Linked DNA regions of Rattus norvegicus: regions 1 and 3 are each linked to region 2. Evidence: chromatin contacts called from public Hi-C data. All regions are on one chromosome and are shown on one strand. Each heading gives the region's core, a stretch centred on a gene start, on an enhancer-like site or on the middle of the called end of the contact. The rest is flanking DNA. Distances are from core to core; before and after follow the strand shown.

What was found. A called contact is a pair of places that touch in the nucleus more often than the background predicts.
Region 1: a contact with region 2 is called in a Hi-C map of liver, with 5 times the contacts expected there. The contact joins the promoter of Dscc1 here to the promoter of Mrpl13 in region 2. A contact is called at or near these places in 8 of 12 Hi-C or Micro-C datasets (Schwann cells, frontal cortex, hepatocytes and 3 more).
Region 3: a contact with region 2 is called in a Hi-C map of kidney, with 4 times the contacts expected there. The contact joins the promoter of Sntb1 here to the promoter of Mrpl13 in region 2. A contact is called at or near these places in 5 of 12 Hi-C or Micro-C datasets (the Rat2 cell line, Schwann cells, frontal cortex and 2 more).

Annotation. Positions count from the first base shown.
Region 1 is chr7:88,386,396-88,390,556 of GRCr8, reverse strand. Dscc1 (DNA replication and sister chromatid cohesion 1) reads left to right here and starts at 2,584. Exons shown (of 9, transcript NM_001305236.1): 1 at 2,584-3,043. The coding sequence starts at 2,844.
Region 2 is chr7:88,860,241-88,864,740 of GRCr8, reverse strand. Mrpl13 (mitochondrial ribosomal protein L13) reads left to right here and starts at 1,920. Exons shown (of 7, transcript NM_001006985.1): 1 at 1,920-1,948; 2 at 3,651-3,774. The coding sequence starts at 1,922. Mtbp (MDM2 binding protein) reads right to left here and starts at 1,802. Exons shown (of 22, transcript NM_001130717.2): 1 at 1,471-1,802; 2 at 615-695. The coding sequence starts at 1,588.
Region 3 is chr7:89,216,345-89,220,984 of GRCr8, reverse strand. Sntb1 (syntrophin, beta 1) reads left to right here and starts at 1,968. Exons shown (of 7, transcript NM_001130542.1): 1 at 1,968-2,936. The coding sequence starts at 2,363.

The sequences.
Region 1 (4,161 bases), core at 1,335-3,834, 470 kb after region 2:
GCCTTCTGGAATCCTCAGGCCAAATAAACTCCTCTGTAAGCTGCTGTGGTCAACCGGTATCATCATTATTATGATGAATAAATATACTGTCTCTCCACCCTTACCCACTCTCACTGACCCCTTCCCCACAACTTCCTAACTAGCCTCTCTTCTATTTCATGCTCCTCTTACTCCTGTGACCCAGTGAGTTTCACTAGCATCTGTAGAAAGAATGTCTTATGTCTGCATGGATGTGGCAGGCTAAGCACCAGGATCCCTTTCTCTCCATTTCCTAACCGTGGGTGCAGTGTGGCCAGGCACTGCTTGCTCTGCCACCATGCCTTCTCCCAAGGAGACAGACTGCATCCCCTTGGAATTTCAAGCCAAAATAAACCCTTCCTGGAGTTGCTTTTGTCAGGGTATTTTTGTTGCAGCAATAAGACACTCAATTTGGTCTCATTAAATCGATTAGTAATGATAAGTAAGAATAAAACCTTAGCTGCCTCTTATTAAGCTTTCCTCACTTCAGAACAAGAGGTTGAAGCTAGGAAAAATAAGTAAATTGCTGAAGGTCACAAAGCTCTGAATACAGGAAGGTTCCCAAGCCTGATTTGTCGACTGGAAAATGCCCCTTTTCTCTCTATATATGTGTGGTGGTTTGAATAGGAATGGCCCCCATAGACTCCTGTTTGGATCCTTGGTCCATAGAGAGCTGCACTAGTAGGAGGTGTGGCCTACTTGAAGAAACTATGTCTGTCGCTGTGGCTTTGAGTTCTCATACACTCAAGCTACAGCCAGTGTAATACACAGCTCCTTCTGCTGCCTGTAGATCAAGATGTAGAACTCTTGGCTCTTCTAGCACCATGTCTCCCTGCACACTGCCAAACCTCCTGCCATGAAGATAATGAACTGAACCTCTGAAACTGTAAACTGTCCCCGATTAAGTGTTTTCCTTAATAAGAGTTGCCTTGGTCATGATGTCGTTTCATAGCAATAAAACCCCAACTAAGACACTACCCTACCGAATCCTTAACTTTTAAAATTTGATGATTGTGTGTGTGTGTGTGTGTGTGTGTGTGTGTGTGTGTGTGTGTGTGCGCGCGCGCGCGCGCGCACGTGTTATGGCACATGTGGTGGTCAGAGGACAACTTTCAGGAGCAGTTTTTCTCCTTCTACTGTAGGTTCTGGGGTTTGAACTCAGGTCATCAGGCTTGGCAGTGAGCTCCTTTAACTTCTGAGCCACCTTACCAGCTTGAATGTGTCCCTTTAAACACACTTTCAATGGCTGGCTGGTTATCTTCCAAATAATATCATTTTATTTAGTATTACTGTGTTTTAAGTGTATGTGAAGGTATGTGTGCATGTGTGCCATGGGGCATGTGTTCAGGTCAGAGGACAACTTTGGGAAGGTGGGTCTCTCCTTCAACTGTATCTTCTGGGGCATGAAGTCAGTTCATCCTGCTTGCATGGCAAACACTTTTAACCTTGAGCCATCTCAGTGATAACCAGTAATAAATTCTTGACACTTTCCATCATTTTTCTTATGGCATCTGATTTTTGTTGTGTTTTTGTGATGAGGTCATCTAGCCTTGGCTAGCTTGGAGCTCCCTATGTAGACCAGAATGGCCTAGAGATTCCCCAGCCTCTGTCTTATGAGTGCTGGGACTTAACTACCCTGCCTGGTGGTTCAGATGTTTTTGTCTGTTGTTTTTGAGTTTTGAAACAATGTTTCTCTGTGTAGCCTTGACTGTCCTGGAACTCATTCTACAGTCTAGGCTGATCTCGAACTCAAGAGAACCTCCCTTTGCCTCCTGAATGCTGGGATTAAAGGTATGATGCCAGCACTACCTGGCTCATGTCGGTTTTTAACCTGATGGACTGGGATCATCTTGGCCTCCCTTATTTACTTCCTTATATATTTATTTTACAGGAAGGGAGTGGGAAACCACCCTCTCTAAAAACAATTATTCCTCTTACTATTTCAACTTTCAGTTGAAACCAACAGCCAGTCCTCAGCAGTCTTACGGCATCCCTTAGAGAGCTCCCACATCAGTTTCAAGTGCATGGATGCGAGTCTATGAATGAGTTTTCATTTTAAAACAGTTTCAGGTCATTGTAAGCTTTGGCAAAGAAAACATCACACCGTGCGGTGCTGAGTTAGCCAGCCTCTCCCAGGAGTATGCCAGGCAGGCTGTTCCTGCGGATAGAAGTCTCAAGCGCCACTTAGCACAAATGAAGTATTTAACCAACGGGAGGCAAATTACCTCAAATTATCTAAGGTGGTCTCCAAGCCCAAACAAATGAGATGCTGCATCTGTTGCTGCCAGGATCTGGTTTCTGGTCCTGGACTATCTATCTGCACAATTGAGCCACCATAGACCAAGCTGGATTCAGACTTTGCCATCTCAAGGCTGTGCCACCATTGGGCAAGCATCCTGCTCGCTTCTGCATGACGGGATCACTGGGTTGTGGTAACGGCTTAATGAAATTCTGCGCACAAATATCTCATCACAGAACCCACAGCAGCAGGTGAGGAAAGGAGTTTTGGCGGGAAGGAAGGGGGCGGGCTCAGGGTGGAGGAAGGGGTGGGTGCAAGTTCCATGCTTGGTCCCGCAGGGACACAGAATTGCTAACACAACCTTTCTGGTCTCCTCCGGGAAACCGTGCTTTCCCCTAAGCAATCTAGGGCTTGCACATTATGAGCAAACTGCTTTGGGACACGGGAGTCTGGATGCTTTCCGACTTTCTCGGGACACGCCCTACTCCACTTCGCCCCGCCCCGGAAGTTGACTCCAGCGGGTTTTGGCGCGCTTTCCGAGTCCCGGGAGTTCGGGTCGATGACACGCCTTTCTCCGTGCTGCGGGATGCCCGGACCGACCGCTCCACGGAGGACCCGCGAGGAAGTGGACGCGACGCTGCAGGTCGCCAAGCTAAATGCCGCCGAGTTGCTGCCCACTGTGCACTGCCTGAGCTTCGGCTCCGGGACCAGCGGCGCGGCCACCGGCGACTTCTGCCTGCTGGAGCTGGAGCCAGCACTGTGCCAGCAGCTGGAGGCCGGGGACAGGTGAGCCGGGATGGTGGGGTCGGGGTGCACCGATTCCCAGGCTTCACAGAGGCCTCCCACTTGCTGCGTGTAGCCGGGGGAACTCCGGAGGAGGAACTGGTCCGGAGAGTTGCTTTGATTGGGCCCGTTCTGGCCGGTGGGCGGATCCTCAGCTGCTGTCATCTGTGCGGAGGGATCAATGCTTCTGCTAGACTGACTTGATAGCAGGACTGCACTGAACTTGGAGACGGATGCCAGCGGGAGAATGTCAAGAAGGAAGATCGGGGGGTTTTGAAGGGCTTAGTGGTGATGCCAAGGACTCTACCGAACACTCGGGCTATCTCTGAGTATAGTGGCAGTACCTATGTAGAGAGTACCTGGCTTGCACTTGGGTTTCTTTTACTTGAACAGTAAGTAGGACAAAAGAGGCAGAAGTTTAAAGCCTAACAGACTGCTGTTGCTTGTGACCCGGGGTTGTTTGGGGTCACTTACTGAGGATCTGGAGCTGTTTTTAATTCCGGGTCAACTACAAAGTTGCTGGCAAGACCTTGGATTTTAAAATCTAGGCCTCTGGCTGGGCTAGTCCTGGTTGAGTGGTAGAGTATTTCCGTTATAGGCTTCTAGAACTCAGCGTACCCCTCACTTTTAGTCTTTTCTTTTCTTTTCTTTTCTTTTCTTTTCTTTTCTTTTCTTTTCTTTACTTTACTTTACTTTACTTTCCTTTTCTGAGACAGGGTCTCATGTATCCTATGCTGGCCTTAACTAGCCTGGGATGACCTTGAACTCTTGGTCTTACCTTTCTACTAACAAAATATTTCCAAGTGGGAGTAATAGGATGTAGAAATGACTGTTAAAGAGTAGGTACTTGGACCCAATAAACATTATTGGCACTAAGAGTCTAAAAAAACCAAAACCAAACCAAAAACCCTTTTACTCTTTATACTAAAGTTACGTTTTAGTATAACTCGAGCCTTATATTTTAGATTATTTATTGTTATTTAGTTAAGGGAAGTGAACTGTACACAGTTTTAAAGTGCACCGTAAGCAGCGAAATCCCAGAGCCAACACCCTACCATCTTTGTCTTTGCTCCCTTCCCTCCTCACCTTCATCTTCCCTTCAGCTACGGCAAACTTTCCTT
Region 2 (4,500 bases), core at 671-3,170:
TCAGATAAAGAAGGAAATTATTAAAGCAAATAGAGCTATTTGTAAAATGCCAATAGAGCTAAAAGTAGGAAAGATTTCTTGCCCAAAAGAGTCAGATAACTTCAAAAGGTCAAAGCAGTTGAGAACTGAGAGGAAAAACACTATCTTTAGCAAGCACAAAGTTGTTTTTGTTTTAAGATAATCAGTAAAAGTGGACAAGAAATAAAACACCCACGTGTGGTAATGTTAAGTCAGAGTAGGAACTTTAACAATGTGTCCACAAGCAGGGCAGTGGTGGTGGCCCATGCCTCTAATACCAGCACTAAGGAGACAGAAGCAGGTGAATCTCTGAGAGTTCAAGGCCAGCCCGGTCTGTAGATAAGAGTTCTAGGAGAGCAAGAATTACACAGAAGCAGAACTCAAGTTGGAAGTCCAGAATAACTTTTATAACAACTTACAACATTTGAATATCAGGAATAATAATGTAGTTGAAAATTTAAGATACCCCCATATCCCTGTGCCTCATTCAAAGTCAACAAGTATTTCTTATACTCCTAGGCTATCAAACTAACTGATTTCCAATAAAATGCTGTGTCAGACTTTAGGGGGGAATTTCATTACACTGTTGTACTTACCGGGGAACGTACTATCATCTGGATGGATTGAATCATTAATGCTTCTCTTCAAGAGGTGATAAATATTGGTTGCTGTCAAATCTATAAAAATAAAGACCTAATTCAGTGGGCTCAAGAGTTAACATAATCTAGGTCTGTTTCAATTTCACTACCAGAGTATCTGAAGGCCAGTAAGTTGTATATACCATATATATGTTGATCAAGTCTATTCTAGTGCTGACACAGCAGAGAAAACAATCAACTCTCCAGATTTATATATGCTAATCAGTAAAAGAAATCAAAACTTCCTTCCAAAAGATGTATATATGAACTATATACTTTTCTTCCTCAAAATGTCTGCTTAATCGAAACAAAGAAAATGTAATAAAGACTAGTCAGGTACATCAAAAAACAATGCAAACAAAAAACTAAAAGCAGCTAAAAATCTTTTAAAACCGGTCATTCCTTTTTTTTTTCTTTTTTTTTTTTTTACTGTGGCATGTTCCCTTAATAGAATGGAAACTCAGATCTGCAAAACCTATCGTTTCTGTATTTTCTTCAAGGTGGTACACCAAGGGTTACTACTTTCTAAATGCATACCTTCCCCAGAAAGCAAAAATTCGATTACTATGCCACCAGGAGATTTAACCGGGTAAATATTCAGTTTGCCAAGCACTTGGGACACTGGCATCCAATACCCACAATTTTATATCTTTTCCATTGACATTATACTACTGTTCAGTTCTTATAAAAACTACTTCAGAGAGTTGTATGTTCCCGGGACCATTCGACCTATGCTCCTCCCTCCGGGACTTCAGAAACTCAAATCCTTCCCTCCCCACCGGTCTTTCCCGCCTCTTCTCAGCCCAGAGCTTACGAGGCTGTTTCTCGGTGCTCTCCAGGGATGACGCCTCAGTCCCGGGCTCCATCTCCCCACCAGCCACGGATCGGAACTTTCCTTCCCTCCAGCTGACCAGCAGCAAGTACCGATCCATCTTCTTCGCACTCAGGCTCAGTTTTAGGTCTCAAAAGAGCCGCGCGCAACGCGCACTTCCGGTTTCCTGCCGCTTAGGTTAGCTGGAAAATACTGTCCTACGTTGGTTTTCCTGCCAATTATTTTGGGAAATTATTCTCTCAGTAGCCACACTGTTTGCTCCTTTCATAACGAAACGGCTACCGGCGGGGACCCGAGAGTAGCAGGGAAGCGGATGAATGCACGACAGTGATAGGAACCTTCGTGTTCGGGTTTCTCTGTTTCCAGCCGGACAGATTGTGCTTGTGCCCCGGCTGGGCCAGAGCAAAGGAAAGGACGCTGTAGGTTGGGGAGCATGTCTAGCTTCTCAAAGGCGCCCCAGGTGAGCTTGCACGCTTCGGGCAGGACAGTGTGCTCTGTACGATGGCGAAAATGAAGAGCAGTGGTTCACAAGGATTTGATACAGAGGCTGAGCATTCAAGGAAGCTGACTCCTGTAGCCAAGAGCTGCTTTAGGAAGTCACATACCAGAGAGTTGTGAGTCTGGCCACCACTTGATATCCTTGTTTTGTTGCTCCTTTCTCTCTTCAGCCTACCCCTTTCGTGTCTTTAGTTCCTTGAGGAGAGAACTAAAGTAAGATAATAGTTTGAGTGACGTGGGGCAGTGAAAACCACTAAAATATGTTTATTTTTGTTTAGTACAGTGGAGACGGGGGTGGGGTGGGGGTGGAGCTGTAACTGATGCAGTGTAGTGCTTGCCTAGCATACCGGAAGCCCTGGGTTCTATCCCAAGCACTGCATAAATCTGTAATTGTAGTGCACGCATGGAAGGTGGAGGGACAAAGATCAGAAGTTCAAGGCCAACCTTGAAATCGATCTGCGCTTTAAAAAGAGTTTAAAAAGGAATGGAGACCTGTTGTAGGGTTTTGACCTTGAAGTCTTATCAAAAGGATTAAGCACCCTTGATCACAAGACTGTTCACAGATGGGGGATCTTTGAAAGACAAAACGGAGAATTCAGTTAGAATGCTATTTCTAGTATGCCACACAAAATACTCTGTATTAAGTAGAAGAGAAAGAATTAGTTTCTGGTATGTTAATCCAAGATGATTCCTAGCCTGATGCTACTTGAAGTACATCTCCATTAAATGTAGTTGTTACCTGTCTGTAATGAGGTAAATACCAGATGTGAAAGTCAACACTTTAAAACTTTGACGTTGAGTTGATGTATGGCAGCATTTGCATTGTTTATCAAGCTTTTTTTTTTAAAGCATTAGTCCTCATGGGATGGGGTAAACTTGCCTTCTGCATATGTGTAGGATAGTTTAAAGTTGAGGATAACCAATACGAAACCACAAGCTTAAGTGTATTTTTCTAGCATATAACTTCTGTGTGTATGCATATGAACGGACCTGGACAAGGTCTTTCTGGAACAGAGATAATTTCCTTAGTTTGGAGACATTGAAGCCAGTGATTTTTATCAGATGACCTAAAGATGTCTTGGAAGACAGGCCTGTAGTACCAGCTATTCTAGAGAATGAAGTGGGGAAAGTTCTACATTCAAGCCTTTGGGAGCTACAGAGTAAACTCAGGCCAAGCTGAGTAACTTAATGAGACTCTGTCTCAAAAGCATGGAATAGGGGCTAGTGAGGTATCTCAGGGGTAGAGTGCTTGGCTGTTGTCAAGTATATCCCAGTCGTCACGCACACAGACATGTTGAACCTCAGCTATACTTCTCTGATTGCATAGTTGCCATTAGCTCTCCTGGAACTGAGTTCTTGAGATATCTTCAGTTGCCAATTAGCCTCCCAGCTTTCTGTATAACATGCCTGACTATCCTAATACAACAATGGGAAAAGACTTCAGAACTGATAATGAAAACAAAATATACACATGCTCACACACACACACACACACACACACACACACACATGCACACACACCAAAAAAAAAAAATTAGTGATAGTCTGTTTTTCAAAGTGATTGCTGGCATTGATTATAGAATATGCATGATAGCATGTTGTAATGTTTTTAATTATTTCCATTTTTAAGTAGAATTTTCTTCATCCTTTTCTTTGTTTTCTAGCAATGGGCCACTTTTGCTCGAATGTGGTATCTCTTGGATGGCAAAATGCAGCCCCCTGGCAAACTTGCGGCCATAGCATCCAATAAACTTCAGGGGTTACATAAACCAGTGTACCATCAGCTGAGTAAGTATTATCTTAGTCCTAGCAGCAGCAGCCATGGTTTACACTCCAGAATAGGACTGTGTAAGGGGTCCTTTCTGTGCATATATGAGGATTCCATACTCTGTTCCTTCTGGAAGACCTCATTGGGTGCTAAACTGAGTTTGATTAAAAAATACAAATACACACACACACATACACACACACACACACACACACACACACACACACACACACACCCCAGTTCTTTTAGGACAACCCCATTTGATGCTATCACCAAGCGGAAATTCACCAGTGGCCTCCTTTCCACTCCAGTGCTGTCTGATTTGCACTGTAAATTGAGTTTCCCTTCTTACATTTACCTCTTCTCATGATGACACACCTTTGAGTGGAGAGGCATTAATAGGTATTGCCTGTTTCCTAAAAATCCTTCCCAGGAAGGATAAAGCTAGCTAGATGTGATAAGTTGCTGTCCACTCTTGAATTAAAGATTTGTTTTCTGTATGCTGTTTATAAAATAAACTTTTTATTCTAGAAGAGTTTTATTGAGGTATCTTCTGTCATATCCAAATTTTCGTCATACTAAGAAGTGGGTATATCCTAGTGTCCTGCCTTTCCTGTCACTCATGAAGTTACTGATTTCTGCCTCGGATCTCTAAAACCTACATGAGTGTTAATACTTCATATGACTGTCTCTAATTTTGACCTGTATGCTGAGCTCCAAGTCTATTGTCTGATCAGCATGCTCTC
Region 3 (4,640 bases), core at 719-3,218, 360 kb before region 2:
AGAGATTCATAGAAAAAGCCATCCCAGAGCCTGCCATTTCTAATGGCTAATAGATCAATTACTTTGTGGGTGTGTCTGGCATGCATCCATTGCACAGTCACAAAAGCAAAATGCTAGGATGCTGGCTAGGGGATTTCTGGTCCACGGGCAGGTTAGTTTTGATTTTTCCATCCTCACATTGGCGTTCTGGTACCTATGCCAACGTTAGTGTTTTATATTTGGAAAGCAAACACTTAGTGATGAAGGGCCTGAAACCTCAGCCTCCAAACCAAAGGCCAAATATCTCTCTCTCTCTCTCTCTCTCTCTCTCTCTCTCTCTCTCTCTCTCTCTCTCTCCCTCCCTCCCTCCCTCTCTCTCTCTCTCCCTCCCTCCCTCCCTCCCTCCCTCCCTCTCTCTTTCTCCCTCTTTCTCCCTCTCCTTCCTGGTCCTGTCTGTCTGCCTCTCTCTCTGTCTCTGTCTCTCTCTCTCTCTTTCTGTGTGTGTGTGTGTGTGTGTGTGTGTCTGTCTCTGTATGTGTCTGTGTCTGTGTCTCTGTCCCTTTGTTTCTGTTTGTCTCTGTTTCTTTGTGTCTGTTTCTGTGTGTCTCTGCGTGTTGTCTGTATGTCTGCCTGTTTTTCTCTCCTCTGTGTGTTTCTATGTGTGTCTCTGTGTGTGTGTCTGTCTGTCTGTCTCCTTGTCTCTTTCTCTCTTCTCCCCTCCCCACCGCCAGCTTTCTTCCCAACAATGGTGTCATCTGTGTTGTTTCCCTGGCTAACCCAGTCCAGCAGAAAGGACTGAAGAACTCCTTGGGGCTCCTGGCCCTGGTGTGGGCAGGTTTGCATGAAAAAAATGAAGACTTTCTCTTTTGAAATATGGAAGGGTAAAACTTATAGGAGGAGGACAGTGGAAAGCTCGATGTGAGCTGTAGTGACAAGCATTTTCACCGAGTTCTGTAACCCTGCCTGAGACTTCACAGTGTTTTCGAGCCTCCCTGATTAAGTCTGGAAAGAACTGGAGCAGTTTACTACTCATACCCATCAGTGAGGTAATGACATGCAGGTCACCAAAGACCCTCTTCCTACTGCCATCTTATCAGGTGAACTTCGCCTTCCAGAATGAGCAGATTCTGCATTTTATTCTGTCTTCTGGGGAAAGGAGAGAGAGCAGCAGGAAGACCAGTAAGTCTTAACACAGTTTAAGTAAACTGTGTGACCTGCTTAAGGTAGGCGGAAGAACTCTGGGATGCCCAGCTATGGCTTGGGTTACAGTTAAGGTGGCACTTCCTGATTGGCCTAGGATGAGAACCAAGAATTACAGTGCTGTTACCTTGGGACAGAGCAGAGTAAGAGCCAAACAAGCAGTTTCGGGGAACTTGGAGAATGAGCTTATTCTTAGTTTTTGAAGAAGACATTTCCAATATGGAATCTGAGAAAGAGGACGCCCTGAGAAGCATTGGGTGGAGTTGGGGGACGTATGGAGCAATACAAAAAGCAGACATTGAGTTAGACACTTGTCCTGGAGATGAGGCAGGCAGTGCCCTGTTGAAATTCAGAGTAGATACCGAAAGAAAGTCCCCTTGTCTTCAAATTCCCCTTACATTGACTTAGAGAGTAGGGATACCCTGGCTTGGTGAGGCTTCATTCTGTGTTCTTGTGACAGCTTTCCCCTCGCTCCTGGCGCAGCCTAGAATCTCTCTCCGCAGTTTCCTTTCCAGAGGCCTGGGAGTTAAGAGGATGAGAACTGAGGACTTGGGTCTTCAAAAAACTGCGGGAGGAGGGAGAGGAGTTGAATCAAGAGGACAGAGTGAGCACACCTGCAAAAGGTGAGCGTGGAAGCCCGTCAAAAATGGAGAGTTGAGAGGAGAGGGAGTTGCTGCGGGGTGGATGTAGTGGCTTGTGACCTGGTAGGTTTTGGGGAGCTGCGGCAAGGTGCAAATGCGAACTGAGGCACCCGGGTCTGAGACAGCGCGACGTGGGAGTGTGACGCTGCAGTGGCGAACAGGTGAGCGGCTGGGGCTCCGGGTCCCCGCCCCTGCCTCCTCCTACCGGTTCTCAATAGCACTTGGCCGCTCCGCGGCTCCTCTCGGTTTGGGGTTTTGCAACTGGCAGCTGGCTTTTTTCCCTCCTCCCCTGTCGAGGGCTCTCCTTCTTCTTTTAGGTTGCTCCACCCCGCCCAGGATCAGGCGAGGGGGGAACAAGCTCCGCCGCTGCCAACTGGCGCCCAGTGCAGCCGCGAACACGGGGAGTGGAGTCCGGGATCCAAGAGCGCGCTGCGGGGCATCTGCTTCTTCCACGCCCCAGCTACCCCGAGTCCTCTCACCCTCACCCCTTCTCCACTTTTCCCCCGTTTGCAATCACATGGCATTTTAAGAATGCTGGAAAGATGGCGGTAGCGGCAGCGGCAGCGGCTGTGGCTGCGCCGGCTGGCGGTGGAGGCGCCCGGGCGCAGCGGAGCGGACTGTTGGAAGTTTTGGTGCGGGATCGCTGGCATAAAGTTCTGGTGAACTTGAGCGAGGACGCCCTGGTGTTGAGCTGCGAGGAGGGCGCTACGGCGTACAACGGCATAGGGACTACCACCAATGGTTCGTTCTGCAGGGGCTCCGGGACCGGGCACCCGGGCACTGGTGTGCCTCAAGCCCCGGACTCTCCTGCCGGGGTCCGCACCGCCTTCACCGACCTGCCAGAGCAGGTGCCTGAGTCCATCTCAAACCAGAAGAGGGGCGTGAAGGTCCTGAAGCAGGAGCTGGGCGGGCTGGGCATTAGCATCAAAGGGGGCAAGGAAAACAAGATGCCCATACTCATCAGCAAGATCTTCAAGGGGCTGGCAGCCGATCAGACCCAAGCCCTGTACGTGGGCGATGCCATCCTGTCAGTGAATGGAGCAGACCTGCGGGACGCCACCCACGACGAGGCAGTACAGGCGCTGAAGCGCGCAGGCAAGGAAGTGCTGCTGGAAGGTAAGGGGTTAACCTTGCGCGGGCCTTACCCCGCAGTACCACTCACACTACTGCCCATCGGCGCACTCTCACTCACCAGCCACTTCCCCGCAGCCCAAGGACCCCACTGTGCCTGTGTTTTTGCAAAGGCAGTGACAGGCGTGGACTTTTTTTTTTTTTTTGACAACTTTTACTACCTGGGGACAGCTCATCTTCTCCACTCTGGCCCCGACCCAGGGCACTGTACTAAAAGATTGGACTGCCTGGGTTTTCCTGGCTCGGATGGAGTGCTTTAGTGCACTATTGTCGGAAGTTTCATACTTATCGGTACACGTGGTTTCATATTTTTTAGCTGCGGACAATCCAAGTGCAATGTGGAACCTGGGAAATGGGCCGGGAAATGGAGAATGGACGGATTTGCATCTGACCACATTGCAAAGCAGGGCCACTGACTCATGGTAGCTCTGGTACTTTTCTACTTTGGCAAAATTTTCACAGCCTGGGCAATCCAACTGTGAAACAGACGTGAAGGGTAAAAAAGCCAGAGAGAGGTGGCAGTATTTGAACGCTAAAACCCAGCCATGCTTTTTCCACTTCCTTTCCCTCCAGCACTGGAAAGAGTCCGTGAGGCCATGCAGTTTTCAGCAGTGCCAAAGGCTGGGAAAGATGTTGCCGATTTAGGCAGGAGTTCACTTCCCCTGCAGGGTGTTCAGCCGGTCAGTCCGGATTCCACGTTCCTCTGGGTGGAGAGCTGGTGAAGTGTTTTCTTTTTTCTGCTTGTGTCTCCCGGAGAAGTGTGAAATCCAGTCTGCATTTGTAAACAGATTTCCCTGCCTATGAATGTGAAGAACTTTCGAAACTCTGAAAATCTGGTGTCTTCAAGCCTATAATCATCCAATGGCTATAGACTAGGAAGTACCAGTTTGGATGTGGCAATATGGGGGGTGGAGGTGCGGGACTCACGATCAGTTTCCTTTTCCCCAGCTCTAGTTTTCTGTCTTTGTAGCTCTTTGTACACACTTCCGCTGGCACTCCCTGTGTGATCATTTCATCGATTTTTCTCAGCTTCTTCCTAACTACAGACTGAGTTATTCAGAGGTCTTTTATTTAGATGGGGCTCCCCGGAGCTTGGATGACACGCATGCAGGGTGAGGGAATAAATTAACTCAGCTACTGAGATCATGTTCCAACCTAGACTTTATAACGTGGTGATTGACTTAAGCCCTTAAACTCCGGTGTAATCAGTTCCCTGTTCACCCAACTGTGGTACTGGTGTGTGAAGCCAGTTCGATTGGCATGTGACATGGGATGAAACCTCCTGGCTATGTGATGGTCTGCCTCACGGCCAGGAACACAAAGGGACTTTTCTCCTTCTTGACTTGTCTAGAGGATTTGTGATGTCTTCATAGTCACTGCCTCTGAAGCCAGAACCTAGAAGGCTATTTGGTTTGGCTTGATGATTAACATAAGTAAACAGGAGAAAAATTCTTGATCAAGTATGTGTTGGTTTGGGTGACAAGGGACAGGTAGGATCTTGTGAGAGTGTAGTTTGGACTATCAACTTCTGGACACCTGTTTAGTTTGTAATCAATACTGAAAATATAGATGGAGGGGGTAACAAAAAGATCATATTTTACTTCAGGTATGCCCCTTACTAATCCCTTCTTCCTGACTTGGATTTCAATTTAATAGATAATAACTTGCCAAGGACATTAAAAACGACTC